Regions from separate parts of the Sus scrofa genome. Here region 1 is linked to region 2. A link is a contact called in public HiChIP or PLAC-seq data. All regions are on one chromosome and are shown on one strand. Each heading gives the region's core, a stretch centred on a gene start, on an enhancer-like site or on the middle of the called end of the contact. The rest is flanking DNA. Distances are from core to core; before and after follow the strand shown.

Region 1 (6,142 bases), core at 678-3,177, 190 kb after region 2:
ACAGAGTCATTTCCATGAGGCAGAGCATTTTGTCTCTCCTACTTTTCACGGGAATGTCACAGTCACCCAGTAATAAGCTGACCCCACAGCATCACCACTTTTCCCAAATGAGGTTAAGAGGGTTCAAGGAGTCTGCCCGAAACCACACAGTGTTGTAGAACCTGCAACCATCTGCGTGGTCATCACAGTTGGTGGTGGTGTGTTTGCTTAGCAAGTCTTGTGTTAGAGACCTGTAGACAGTTCCCTGAGCCTCGCTTCCAAGCCTCTCTCATTGCCCAGACACATACCGGGGGGGGGGGGGGGTCAGAAATGGCTGCTGTGAGCATTATTCTGCCACATCGGAAAGCTCACCAGCACTCCCCTAGCAAATATGAAAATGGCTAGAACTGCAGTGTCATTTTTCTTTGCTAAAGCCATCAGTGCTACAATCCTGCCATTCATTCCAAAGGCCCGTTTAAGAAGAAGAGAAAAAGCCAATCCTAAGACGGCCTGTGTGCATGTGCACACATTCACTAGATGCACTGAATTAAGCCTTAAGTCGAAGGATGGAAAGGGTGTCTATGCCAAGAGGGTCCCTTCTTGCTTTTTAAATTTGGTGCTTTCAAACCTGTTTTCCCATCCTCACTTGGGTTTGGATAATAAAGCAGCTTTGCCCCAAGCCTACCTGGGAGCAGCATTCATGAAAAACAAAGACTTTTCTTCTCCATTTCACAAATTGCTCTTATGCTCCTACCAAGTACTGTTTTGTTTTGTTTGGGGGCCACTCCTGTAGCATATGGAAGTTCCAGGCTAGGGGTCGAATCAGAGCGGCAGCTGCCGGCCACAGCCACAGCCACGCCAGATCTGAATCGCATCTGCAACCAACACCGCAGCTCGTGGTACTGCTGGATTCTTAACCCAATGAGTGAGGCCAGGGATCGAACTCACATCCTCATGGATGCGAGTCCATGAGCCACAGAGGAACTCCCCAGTACTGGCTTTCACAGTGACATAATATATATACCATAAAATACACCATCGTAACCTTTTTTTTTTTTTTTGTCTTTTTGCGTTTCTTGGGCCGCTCCCTCAGCATATGGAGGTTCCCAGGCTAGGGGTCCAGTCAGAGCTGTAGCTGCCGGCCTACGCCAGAGCCACAGCAACGCGGGATCCAAGCCGCGTCTGCAACCTACACCACAGCTCACGGCAACGCCGGATCCTTAACCCACTGAGCAAGGGCAGGGACCGAACCCACAACCTCATGGTTCCTAGTCGGATTCGTTAACCACTGCACCACGACGGGAACTCCCAATCGTAACCATTTTTAAGAGGGCAGTGCACTAGCGTTGAGTATATCCACACTGTTGCACAGCCAAGTCTCCAGAACTTTCCATCTTGTACAACCGAAATCCGTCCCCATTAAACAACTGTTGCTTCCCGACAAACCCTGACAACCATCATTCCGCTTTCTGTCTATAAACTGGACTCTCTAGATATGTCATATAAGTGAAATCCTACAGCAGTTGTCTTTGTGTGTCTGGCCGATTTCACTTTGCGCAACGTCCTCAGAGCTTATCCATGTTGAAGTGTGCGTCCGAATTTCCTTCCTCTTTAGGGCTGAGTTAATACTTAGCTCTGTGGAGAGACCGCATTTTGCTGACCCATTCATCCACGGATGGGCCGTATGTGCTGTTTTAGAGACGGTCGTGGCCTGCTTTGTTGGGGTGACAGGCCCTGAGCAGGATGGCAATACGGTATCTTTCCACGTTAAATAAGGAAGTTGCTGAAAGGCCAGAATACGAAGACTTTTATGCCAGGAATGTGGACAGGAATCTCTTTAAAAGTTAGGTGGGATTCCAGACTTTAAATCCACTTCCCTAAAGGACCGACCAGACTCCTTCCCCTCCAAACACTGCTAACAAGTGTCACAGTGTCACCGCATGTTGCAATGAGAGGTCTTGGTTTCTGGATTTGAACAGCTCGTTTTCCTGGTCTCTCTCAGCAGAGTCACGAAACTTGACTCTTCGGAACCATGACCTGTTAGCTTTAAGGGTGGGCTTTGTCAGATGACCTCTTTGGAAGCTTGATGTTTTAGGCAGAGACTCAGGACCACAGATGCCACACAACATGTGGTCTGGTTTAGCGCTTCACCTCAAGGCACTGAAGGGCCTGGAAAACCTAGCTCTCTTAGGTCTGGATCTGCCACCCACGTGCGGGAAAATAAAGGTTGGCGGGACAAGTCAGTTGTTTCGCTTAAGGCCAGAGGCAAAAAAAGAGAGAGAGAGAGGAGAGAGGTTGAAACTCAAGAACGTTTGCCCAGTTTTGGCACTGCCCACTCATTTCTACCTAGTCACTAGCTTCTCGAAAGTTTCAGTGTAATCTTTGTAAAACCATGTGCTGTCTTCGTCATGAGCTATTGCCTGGGTGGCCTTGAGACATCCAGGCAGGGCGTTCAGACCAACCTCGTTTTTATTTTTTTTCATGTTTTGGTTAAAGTGTAGTTGATTTATAATGTTCCTTCAATTCGTGCCGTACAGCAAAGTGACCCAGCCACTCTAAGTCAAGGGACCAGACACAGTTCCCTGTGCTATACAGCAGGACCCCGTCACCCATCCATTCTAAATGTAACCGTCTCCATCTCCGAGCCCCAAACTCCCCGCCTGTCCCCCTCTCCCCCACCCCTGCCCCTGGCAGACGCAAGTCTGCCCTCCGTGTGCACAATCTGTTTGTTTTGTAGAGAGGCTCATTTTTAGTCACTAGGTCCCTGCCGTTTGGTCCTGCAGATCCTACTGGGTCAGAAGTACAACCACTCTGTGGACTGGTGGTCCTTCGGCGTCCTTCTCTACGAGATGCTCATCGGCCAGTCCCCATTCCACGGGCAGGATGAAGAGGAGCTGTTCCACTCCATCCGCATGGACAGTCCCTTTTACCCACGATGGCTCGAGAAGGAGGCAAAGGACCTTTTAGTGAAGGTAAGAAGTGGCCTGGAGGAAACGCTCCTAGGTTTAGTACTAGGCTTTCTCCTCGGTGCTCCCGTCCATTGCTAGGTTCGGGTTTATACCTGGCAGAGTAAACAGTAACTGCACTGAACCAGATTTAAAGGGGATGTGCACCCTTGTTTTAACTGAGGCACCGATAGGATGAGCATGAGCTATCAAAAGGAGTCTCAGACCCTCCCGTGCAAGAAACACCCAGGAACCAGTTCCAGGACTCTTAAACAGCCGCACCTTGAGATGTAATGGGTCTATTGAACAAAAGCTATTTGGGGCTTAAAACTTAAACTTGTTTCCCATAGTCCCTACTAAATCTGTTCAGTCCACCCGAAATGATAAAATTCCTAGAAGAACGTATAGGCAGTAACTTCATTAACATCAGTCCCAGAGATATTTTGGGGGGATCTGACCCATAAACAGGGGAAACAAAGGTGGGAAGAAACACATGGGACCACATGACATGAAAAAGCTTCTGCACAGCAACGAAATCATCAAAATGAAAACTTTGAATGGGAGAGGATACTTGCAAATCATATTTGGTAAGGGATTAACATCCAAAATATAAAAGAACTCATACAGCTCAGTGACAGTCTGATTTTAAAATGGTAGATATATACAATGGACTACTACTCAGCCATAAAAAAGAATGAGATAATGCCATTTGCAATAACATGGATGCAACTAGAGATTCTCATATCAAGATAAGTCAAAAAGAAAAAGACAAATACCATATGATAGCACTTATACGTGGAATCCAAAATATGGCACAAATGAGCCTATCCACAGACAAGAAACAGACTCACAGAGATATAGAACAGACTTGTGGTTGCCGAGGGGGAGGGAGTGGGATGGACGGGGCGTTTGGGGTTAGCAGATGCAAACTGACATTTAGAATGGATGGGCAGTGAGGTCCTGCTGTATAGCACAGGGAACCATATCCAGTTTCTTGGGATAGAACATGCTGGAAAATACTATGAGAAAAAAAAAAAAAAAACCATGATGAAAGATGTGTGTGTATCACTGGGTTACTATACTGTACAACGGAAATTGGCACAACGCTGTAAATTAACTACACTTTAATTTTAAAAAAGCAAAATGTAATGGATGAAGGGATCTGAATAGACAATTTTCTCAAAGATGAAAAGATGGCTAATAGGCACATGAAAAGATGCTCAGCATCACTAACCAGGGAAACTACAAGTCAAACCAAAGCCACAGTGAGCTATCGCCTCACACCTGTCAGAATGGCTGCTATGAAGAAGATGGGAGAAGGTACCAGCAAGGATGTGAAAAAATGGAACTCCAATGATGGAAGACCACTGCTGGTGGGATGTCAACTGGTGGAGCCACTGTGGAAGCAAGTATGGAGATCCTTCAAAAAGTTACGACTAGAATGACAATACACTCATATCGTATTCCACTTCTGGGTATTTATTCAAAGAGCATGAAAACACGAATTGGAAAAGATATATGTACCCTTATGTTCATTGCAGCCTTCTTTGAAATAGCCAAGAAATGGAAACAATCCAAGTGTTTGTCAATAGACGACCAGATGAAGAGGTGGAATGTATACCCAATGGAACATTAGCCAAAAAAAGTGAAATGCTGCCATTTGCAACACCACGAATGGAGAGGGTCTTGTGCCAGTGAAATAAGACAAAGACAATTACTGTGGGATTTCATTCACGTGGAACCTAAAAAATAAACTCATGGATACCGAGAACAGATTGATGGTCACCAGAGGAGAAGGGGCAGGGTGGGCAATGCTGGGTGAAGGGGGCAACGCTGTGGTGAAGGAGGGGTAACCAGGCTTTGGTGGTGATCACGCTGGAGTGGGTGCAGAGGCTGAATTATAATGCTCTACACCGGAAACTTACCATGAAAAAAATCTTTCCCTGCCCTGGCTGAAGGCTTGGATAGAACAAGTGATTTTCAGCTCACTTTTAGATAAAAGACCAACTTCTCGTCCCTCCTACATTATGAGACACCATCTCAGCCAAGAAAGCAAAGCTGTTCTGTCCAAGACATAAGTCATCACACCCATCTTAAAGGTTTTGGTTTGTTCTTTTGTTTTTTGTCTTTTTAGGGCCGCACATGCAGCACATGGAGATTCCCAAGCTAAGGGTTGAATCAAAGCTGCAGCTGCTGGCCTACACCACAGCCACAGCCACACAGGATCCAAGCCGCATCTGCAACCTACACCACAACTCACGGCAATGCCAGATCCTTAACCCACTAAGCGGGGGCCAGGGATCCAACCTGCGTCCTCATAGATGTTAGTCAGATTCGGTGTCCACTGAGCCACGACGGCAACTCCCATCATGTCCATCTTAAAAGCACAGACTCCCACTCCCTTTCCGCTGGGCAGGCGCATGGCCGCCACCCACCTTTGGAAAAGGGAGTCTGTTCACATTGTGTCCTGCATGCGTGTCCCCCTCTTCCCCATCTCCTGTGTTTCTATTTCCGACCAAACACAGGGAGAGGATGGAGGGATGAGGAGGAGAAAGAACTGCTCTTCCACGGCTGGGGGGCTTCATGCTCTTGGAATCCATTGGGTTTTCAAGCCAAGGCTTTCTATGGGATTCAGACAGGTGTTTTGGAAATCCCTGTCCCTGGGGACATCTTTGACGGAAGCCCTTGAGGTGCAGGCTCCTGGATCCATCCCTCAGCCCAGCTACTGGACTGAATCCCACTCCAGCCACACCCCATCCCAGCGGGACCCGCTGCTGCTGAGCGGGCTCTCCCAGGCAGCACTTAGGACAGACGCAGACCCGCTCTCCTCACATCCCCGACCTGCATCCACGGGACACCCTGATGTATTTTCCACCCTGAAACCTAAAGAGAGCAGTCTTCTACCATCTCAGCAGCAGTCTCCAGAACTCAGCATCAAAGCAACAGTCAGACCCCACCCGTGACACCCCAGGATCAGTTAAGACCTGGCGCTAGTGCTAGAGAAGCAAACCATGCTCCAAGACTCACTGGTTAAGAAAGCAGGAGCTCCCGGGCACCCACACAGACACACGAGGAGCACCTGAGAGCCACCGTTAACGATCTAGACCTTAAAGCCCCAGGTTGCCTTTGCTGAGGATACAAAATACCATCTGCCGTGTGAGTGCCATGTGCTAGAAAATGAAAATCCTGCTAATTCACCATGCTAATGAGCTGCTATC
Region 2 (6,606 bases), core at 2,279-4,778:
CACAGACACTACGTTGGGTCCTCAACCCACTAAACTATAACAGGGACTCCAGGGCACTTCTCATTGTGCCTGTGGAATGGATGTCTATGGAAAAATAAGCGCCTCTGGTTAGAAGCCTGTCTTGGATTTTACCCCACACATACTGGTCTGAGACAGTCACATGTGCCCAAAAGACACTATCTTTTAAAGAAACCACTTGCCACTATGTCTACCCAGTCACCTGGAGTTCTTTAGGAATTAGGCAGGATTTATTGATAGAAATAGCAAATCAATAGCTGATTTTTTTCTGGAAAGTATTCACATTAAGTTATTTTCACATTAAGTTATTTCCCTGGCTCCTCCTAAGATGCCCTAGAAGTTAAATTTCACCTACGTACTTTCTGCGCCCTGGGTTACGGCAGCCACCATTTTTCCTTGTGAGCATGTGCAGTAGATGACATCATAGTTGGGGCACAGCTCTGTGACCGTACCCCGATTTCCTCAGGCTTCTCAGAGCGATAGTTATAACATCACCCCGTGATTTCCCTCTGAGAATAGATCATAACGCCAGGAGAGTAATGTCTTTATAGGAATACACAGGGACTTGCTGTACAGCACAGGGAACTATATTCAATGCCTTATATAACCTATAATGGAAAGGAATCTGAAAAATAATATTTAGATAGATAGATATAGATGTAGATATATAACTGAACCACCTTAATCTGTACCTGAAACTAACACAACATTGTCAATCAAGTAGACTTCAAAAAAAAAAAAAAAAAAAAAAAAGAATCTTTTAAGTAACAGTCATAGTAAACCATTCCCAAGTACCAAGAATTTGATGAGCAGGTACAAACTCCGTCCACCACCCTAGGCACAGGTGATCCTGAAAGAACCAGGACTCCATCTCGCACCTGCTCACAGGGGTGAAGGGAGGCATGAGGAAGCCTCGACACTGGACGACAGGGTAAGTCTGTAAAGCCGAGTCCCTGGGAGGGCTGGCTACTCAGGGCAGAGCGTCAGTGTCCAAAAACAAGAAGTACTGAGTTAAGTCAGTTCCCAGGAGCTTGGATGAGACCCAGACACTGAAAGGCGTTCAGCAAGGGACCTGTTCACAGACAGCTATAGGTCTGATTCCTTAGATGAGAGAATTAGATGAACCTGAGCTGAACTGCAGCTGAGTCTCTGATCTAGGCGTTCGGCAATATCCCTTCAACTTTAGCCAGACTAACCCCAAAGTCTAGGCCAAGGGGACCCCATGAGTGAGGATTAAGTTGCCTCAGCTGGGGAAGGGGTTGGGGGAAGAGGGTGCCGCCCCTTCTTACAGGCAAGAAAGTGACAGGATGCAGGACATTCCCAGGGACTCAGGTCGGTCAAATGGAGAGGCCCATTCATGGAGGTCAAATGCATTTAAAATATGTGGTCCTTTCCCATAATAGAGTTACAAGAGAAAAGAAACGAGACATGTTTGCAAGCTTATCAAAGTCTGCACAGGAAAGGAATCGTTGCTCTTGTGATTTAGGATAGAAACACACAGATAGGATGTGAGCGTGTCTTGCCGGAAAGGATTAATGTGAGAAATAAATTCAGTGGCTGTAAACAGCCTTCAGGATATGCCTCTGTGCTTCAGCATTACTCATTCAATGTCATGGAAGTCATATGATAAATCAGTTATTTCATTAACATTCCAGAAACTCAGGTGATTTATACATACCCGATGGCGATCCACCATCCAGGCGTGAACTAAAGCTCCAACACCTAAGCTCCAAAGCTAAGTTGCTAAAAGGGCCTCTCGGTGGGGTCCCTCAGTGGGAAGGATGGTATTTTCACCCCACAGGGTAGCAGTCAGCTCTGATGCTCCACGGAACGAACACCTGCTGCCCGGGCGTCGGATCTTAGAACCGTGGAGCTCCTTCTGCCCTGCCACCCAGATGGCCAAGGACAAAGCGCCTCTCCCCGACACTTCCCTTCCTTGATTGTCTCCAAAGCAAGTGAGGCCATTATTTCCTCTGGTCATCATGGCGACCCAAACACAGTGTCACTTTTTTTCCGCACACAAGGAAAGAAAAGGGTCTAAGACCTGAAGCAAGAATCTGCATGTGGATTGCCTATACAGACGGGAAAAAAGAGGAAGACCTTTAAGGATCAAAAACAAACAAACAAACTTTGTGAAGAAGACATTGATCTCGGGCACATAGTGAGTTTTGCCAAGAGCGTATTTCCAAAAAGCTTTCCTTCCTGTCGTCTTCCCACGGTTTATATTTCCCATGGTCTCCAGGAAGAGAATCATCCAGAGGCTGCTTTGAAAGAGCTTCTTAGGCTTAATTTCCAGCCCTTTCCATTTAGGGTGAATGACAGCTCAGATTGTCCTCTTACCTAAGGGAGCTGCTGTGAACTGGATCAGATCCCCCACAAAGTCCATACACTGAAACCCCAACCCCCAATGTGTCTGTATTTTTATTGATTGATTGATTGATTTCTTTTTATCGTCACACCTGCAGCATATGGAAGTTCCTGACCAGGGGTTGAATTGGAGCTGTGGCTGCCTGCCTACACCACAGCCACAGCCGTACCAGATCTGAGATGCATCTGCAAACTATGCCATATCTTATGGCAATGCCAGATCCTTGACCCTCAGAGTGAGGCCGGGGATCGAACCCATGTCCTCATGGAGACAACGTCGGGCCCTTAACCCACTGAGCTACAACAGCACCCCCATCGAGGTGTCTGTATTTGGAGTAAGGACATAATTAGGGTTAACGGAGTCCTGAGTGGGACCCTGGTCCTGGAGTATGAATGTCCTTGTCAGAAGCGACTCCGGCAGCTGGCTGTCCTCTCCCTCTACCACATGAGGGCTCAGCAGGAGCACACGGCGGGGAGGCGGCCTTCTGCAGCCAGGCAAATGGAACATCAAGCCCTGCAGGAGCTCAGCCTCTAGAACAGTGAGCAAGACCCCTGCTGTTCAAGACCCCATGTGTTTCCTGCGCCCGTGAAAGTTTGAGAAGCCCTGCTCTGAGTGACCAATGGACAATGTGTTATGATGAAAAGACCAGTAGGAGACAAAACGACCTCAAGAGGATAAATGATGGGGCAAATCACAGCTCTGAGCCTTGATCTTTCTGCATTTACACATTGGGAGATTGGGCAGGAAACGCTCTCACATACTGTTCAACTCAATGCCGCCATATTCTATCCTGAAAATAAGATCCTGGAGTTCCCTGGTGGCTCAGGGTGCTAAGGGTCTTGTGTTGCCACTGCTGTGGTGCAGGTTTGATCCCTGACCCAGGGACTTCCACGTGCCCTGGGTTCAGCCCAAAAGAAAAAGATCCCCAAAGACACAGTCTTCTGTTTTATGTCTTTCTATGGCCAGAATCTGGCAGAGACCCCAACATAAGAGTTGTTCAATACTTATCTGACCATCAGTTGACTTGAAATCATCTTAAGCTGTGGTCACTCAGGGATTGTGACATAGCTAACTCTGCCTGAGAGGTGAAAGGGCACTGATGCATCCAGCAATTCCAGTGACTTGAGCAGTGACCCAGAAAAGCCATCGTGTGTATTGAAGCAGTCTCTTGCGGGCTGTGGGGGAAGCAGCCTCTGGCCCCACTGGCCTGTGTGCAAATACTTTCACAGCCATTTACAGACCTCACCAACCTCTAGCACCTGTCCAGCTGCCACGAAAGCCCGGCAGACTCTGTAGCCCAGAAACAGCTGGAACAGATGGTCAGTGGTGGCCAAGGTAATGCATTCACATGTGAGAGCATGCGGGTGAGGTGAGCATCAGGAATTCGGGCTCATGTGGAATGGACGTGTCTTTCACTTTCCTTTGAAATCCTGGCTGATATTCTGGCTGATGCCCTGGGCTACTCTGGGAAGCCACCAAACCCCGCCCCCTCCTCTCCAGTGGCTCACTCATCCTAGTCCTCAGCACGCCCACCCTTCGTGCCACATCTGCCTCCTAGCACCTCAGGAAGAGGAAAGGAGAAAGAGGGTGGAAAGCCCGGCACTTCCCCTTAAACCAGACATTACATATGTCACTTCCACTCTTAACCTCTGGCCAGAGCTAAGTCACAGGGCTACACCCAGCTGAAAGAGGAGTTCGTCTGTTCTGGCAGCCTGTGCCCACCTAAAAGTCCTAATACCAAGGCAGACGGGTGGAAGGTGCCCCGAAAGGCAACTGGCAATGCCCCCCGCCCCAGTGAATATACATGAAAAATCCCAGCGGCTCGGAGGAAGAGCTGATGGGAACTTTGGAAGGGATTCATCTGCATGAAGTAGTGGCTGTGACCCTGTTTCTCACCCAGACTGAATCTGGGAGGTAATTCAAAACAAGTACCAAGAGGACCCGTGGTGTGGCTGGGTTGACTTATTTTCTGGAAATATCAGATCTTTCCAGAACTTCTTTATTAATTGATCTGAGTAACATTTTCCTCCTTTCCTGTCCATCAGACACAGTCACACCTCAGAATGACTCAGTGTTTCGTAGTCAACCTCAGAAGACAGTAGCTTAGGGAAAGAACTGGGGCCCCATCTGTGCACCGTAAGCGGCTGGGCTGGATGGAGATGCTTTCAGCCCCCGGCCAATGTGCATTTCCAGTTCCTGTAACTTCCTCAGCAGTGAAGGGCAGGAAGCAAGCAGTCTGTCAACTCGGGCTTTGGAAAATGGTTTTTATGTTCAGACTTCTTGCCACACTGTCTGCCCAAACACCCATAATGAAAATGAGAATTTAACTGATATAGAGTCACCAAAGAAGGCTGTTCAAAGCACAGAATCCTGGTCCCCCCTTCTCCAGTGAGTCACCCATGATTCTGGATTAGGTTCCAGGAAACAGTATTTTTCAAAAAAGGAAAAACATTTTATTTTTTTAATTTTTTTAATTTAATTTTATGGGAGTATCTTTGATTGACAATGTTGTACTTATCACTCATCTCATGTGCATGGCAAAGTGCATCTGTCTTTAAATTTTTTTAATTTAAATTTAAATTTTTTAATTTGATTTTTTAATTTAAATTTTTTTAATTTAAATTTTTTAAATTTAAATTTTTTAAATTTAATTTTTAAATTTAGCATGTAATACCTGGTCCAATTTGAAGCTCACAAGCTAATCAGAGATAAAAACCCCATCTTGTAAATAACTGTGTTGCTAAATGAATATATATAGGCAAGCCACTATAAGTTACTAAATGTTTGTAACTTTTAATAGTCCACTTACTAAGTTACTAGTAAGTAGCTCTTAATACAAATGAGCTCTTAATACAAATGCATTTCATTCTCCGTAAGAAATTTTTAAAAAATGAAGTTTTGCATTGACCCCTGGCCCACCATTGAAATTATGATAATAGGTACTGTTACAGCGATTACAGAATAAGGCAAATTTTAAGTGATTGTATCCATTAGTGTTTAACCAAGTGGGGAAAAAAAAGCTTCCCAAATACTTATAACAAGGGGATTTACTCAGAGAAGTGGTTACATGGCTGGTGAAAGGGATCAAATAACTCAGAGATTAGCAACAGCAGGAAGTCGGGACTGCGCTTAGGCTGGGGACAAAAGGAAAAAGCAGAGCCACCTGAGACCTGAGACCAGCACCACCTAATGGAAGCTGGGACCACCTCAGGTGTGTCTGCTGGGAGTTAGAACTTCAACGAGGTGCAGCTGCTACAGGACACACCCCCTGAGACTGGGGAAGGAAAGCAATGCCCCATCTTCTCCAGTCCCCAACTCTCCAATTTCTCATCAATTAGCTGCACCCAATGGACAGCCAATTGACATGGGATCCTGAGAAACATCCTGCAGAGGTCAAGTACTGAGCAGAGCATGGGCAGGGTGAGGAATGGACCTGCAAGTAAGAGGTGAAGGACCAGCGCAGACTTTGAGATTCTGTGATGATAAGTACGTATGTGTAGGGAGAGGAAGGATGCTCCAAAACAAAAAAGGTTGCCGAAGCTTAATTTCAGAAGAGAGAAGGTTTGCTTCTGAAGCTCAAAATGTAACAACAATGGAGATCAGGCTTTCTGCTCCTGCTATGAATCGGACTCCCAAGTCTAAAAAAGCACTGGGGAAATGCAATACATTATATAAGGATAAAGCATATATAAAAAGTAATACTGATGTCATCTTTATTAAAAACTGTTCTTCATTCATTTAAAACATCTCATGACTCAGGTTTTAGAAATATAGGTTAACCAGAGGTAAATTATACAAACTAGAGAAAAGATGACAAAAGAAATCTGATTCTTATAATTACTTCTAAAAAAAGAACTTGCTTAGGGTGAATAACTTTTTTATGTAAGATGAAGTTTTCTCTTGTTACTCTCAATATTCCTCTCTCCTCTCCTGATACACTCAATTTGAATGGACAATACCTCTGATTTATCATAAATCTATTTTCTTATTCTTTGAGTTTTTTAATTTGCAAAAGATGACATCAATAAATTCTGCATTTTATGAATCTCAGTTTTGAAGATAAGATATATTAGTGTTAATTCCCAACCTTCATTTAAATGTTTAGTATTAGATCTTACATTTTTATTCTAGTTTCAAAAAATAATATCTGAGATATATTAGAAATGCCAGGTTCCAGGTAGACTATAGATTTAAAAAAAAGGAAAGATTAAAGGAGATAA

Evidence for each region. HiChIP or PLAC-seq counts read pairs in DNA pulled down with a chosen protein or histone mark.
Region 1: a contact with region 2 is called in an H3K27ac HiChIP or PLAC-seq map of alveolar macrophages. The contact joins two enhancer-like sites. A contact is called at or near these places in 4 of 47 Hi-C or Micro-C datasets (alveolar macrophages, epiblast stem cells, mesenteric adipose tissue and 1 more) and 1 of 2 datasets of contacts at active chromatin or transcription factors (alveolar macrophages).

What each region holds. Positions count from the first base shown.
Region 1 is chr10:64,578,909-64,585,050 of Sscrofa11.1, forward strand. PRKCQ (protein kinase C theta type) reads left to right here. Exons shown (of 18, transcript XM_021065023.1): 16 at 2,763-2,951. Among named protein-coding and RNA genes, the nearest start is that of PRKCQ, 140 kb to the left of the region's middle. Within about 2 kb of position 1,928, at least 5 of the 83 cell types and tissues checked have an H3K27ac peak or open chromatin away from gene starts, as enhancers often do. A contact at or near this core is called in alveolar macrophages, where this site is marked.
Region 2 is chr10:64,388,298-64,394,903 of Sscrofa11.1, forward strand. No RefSeq gene overlaps it. Among named protein-coding and RNA genes, the nearest start is that of PRKCQ, 51 kb to the right of the region's middle. Within about 2 kb of position 3,529, at least 1 of the 83 cell types and tissues checked has an H3K27ac peak or open chromatin away from gene starts, as enhancers often do. A contact at or near this core is called in alveolar macrophages, where this site is marked.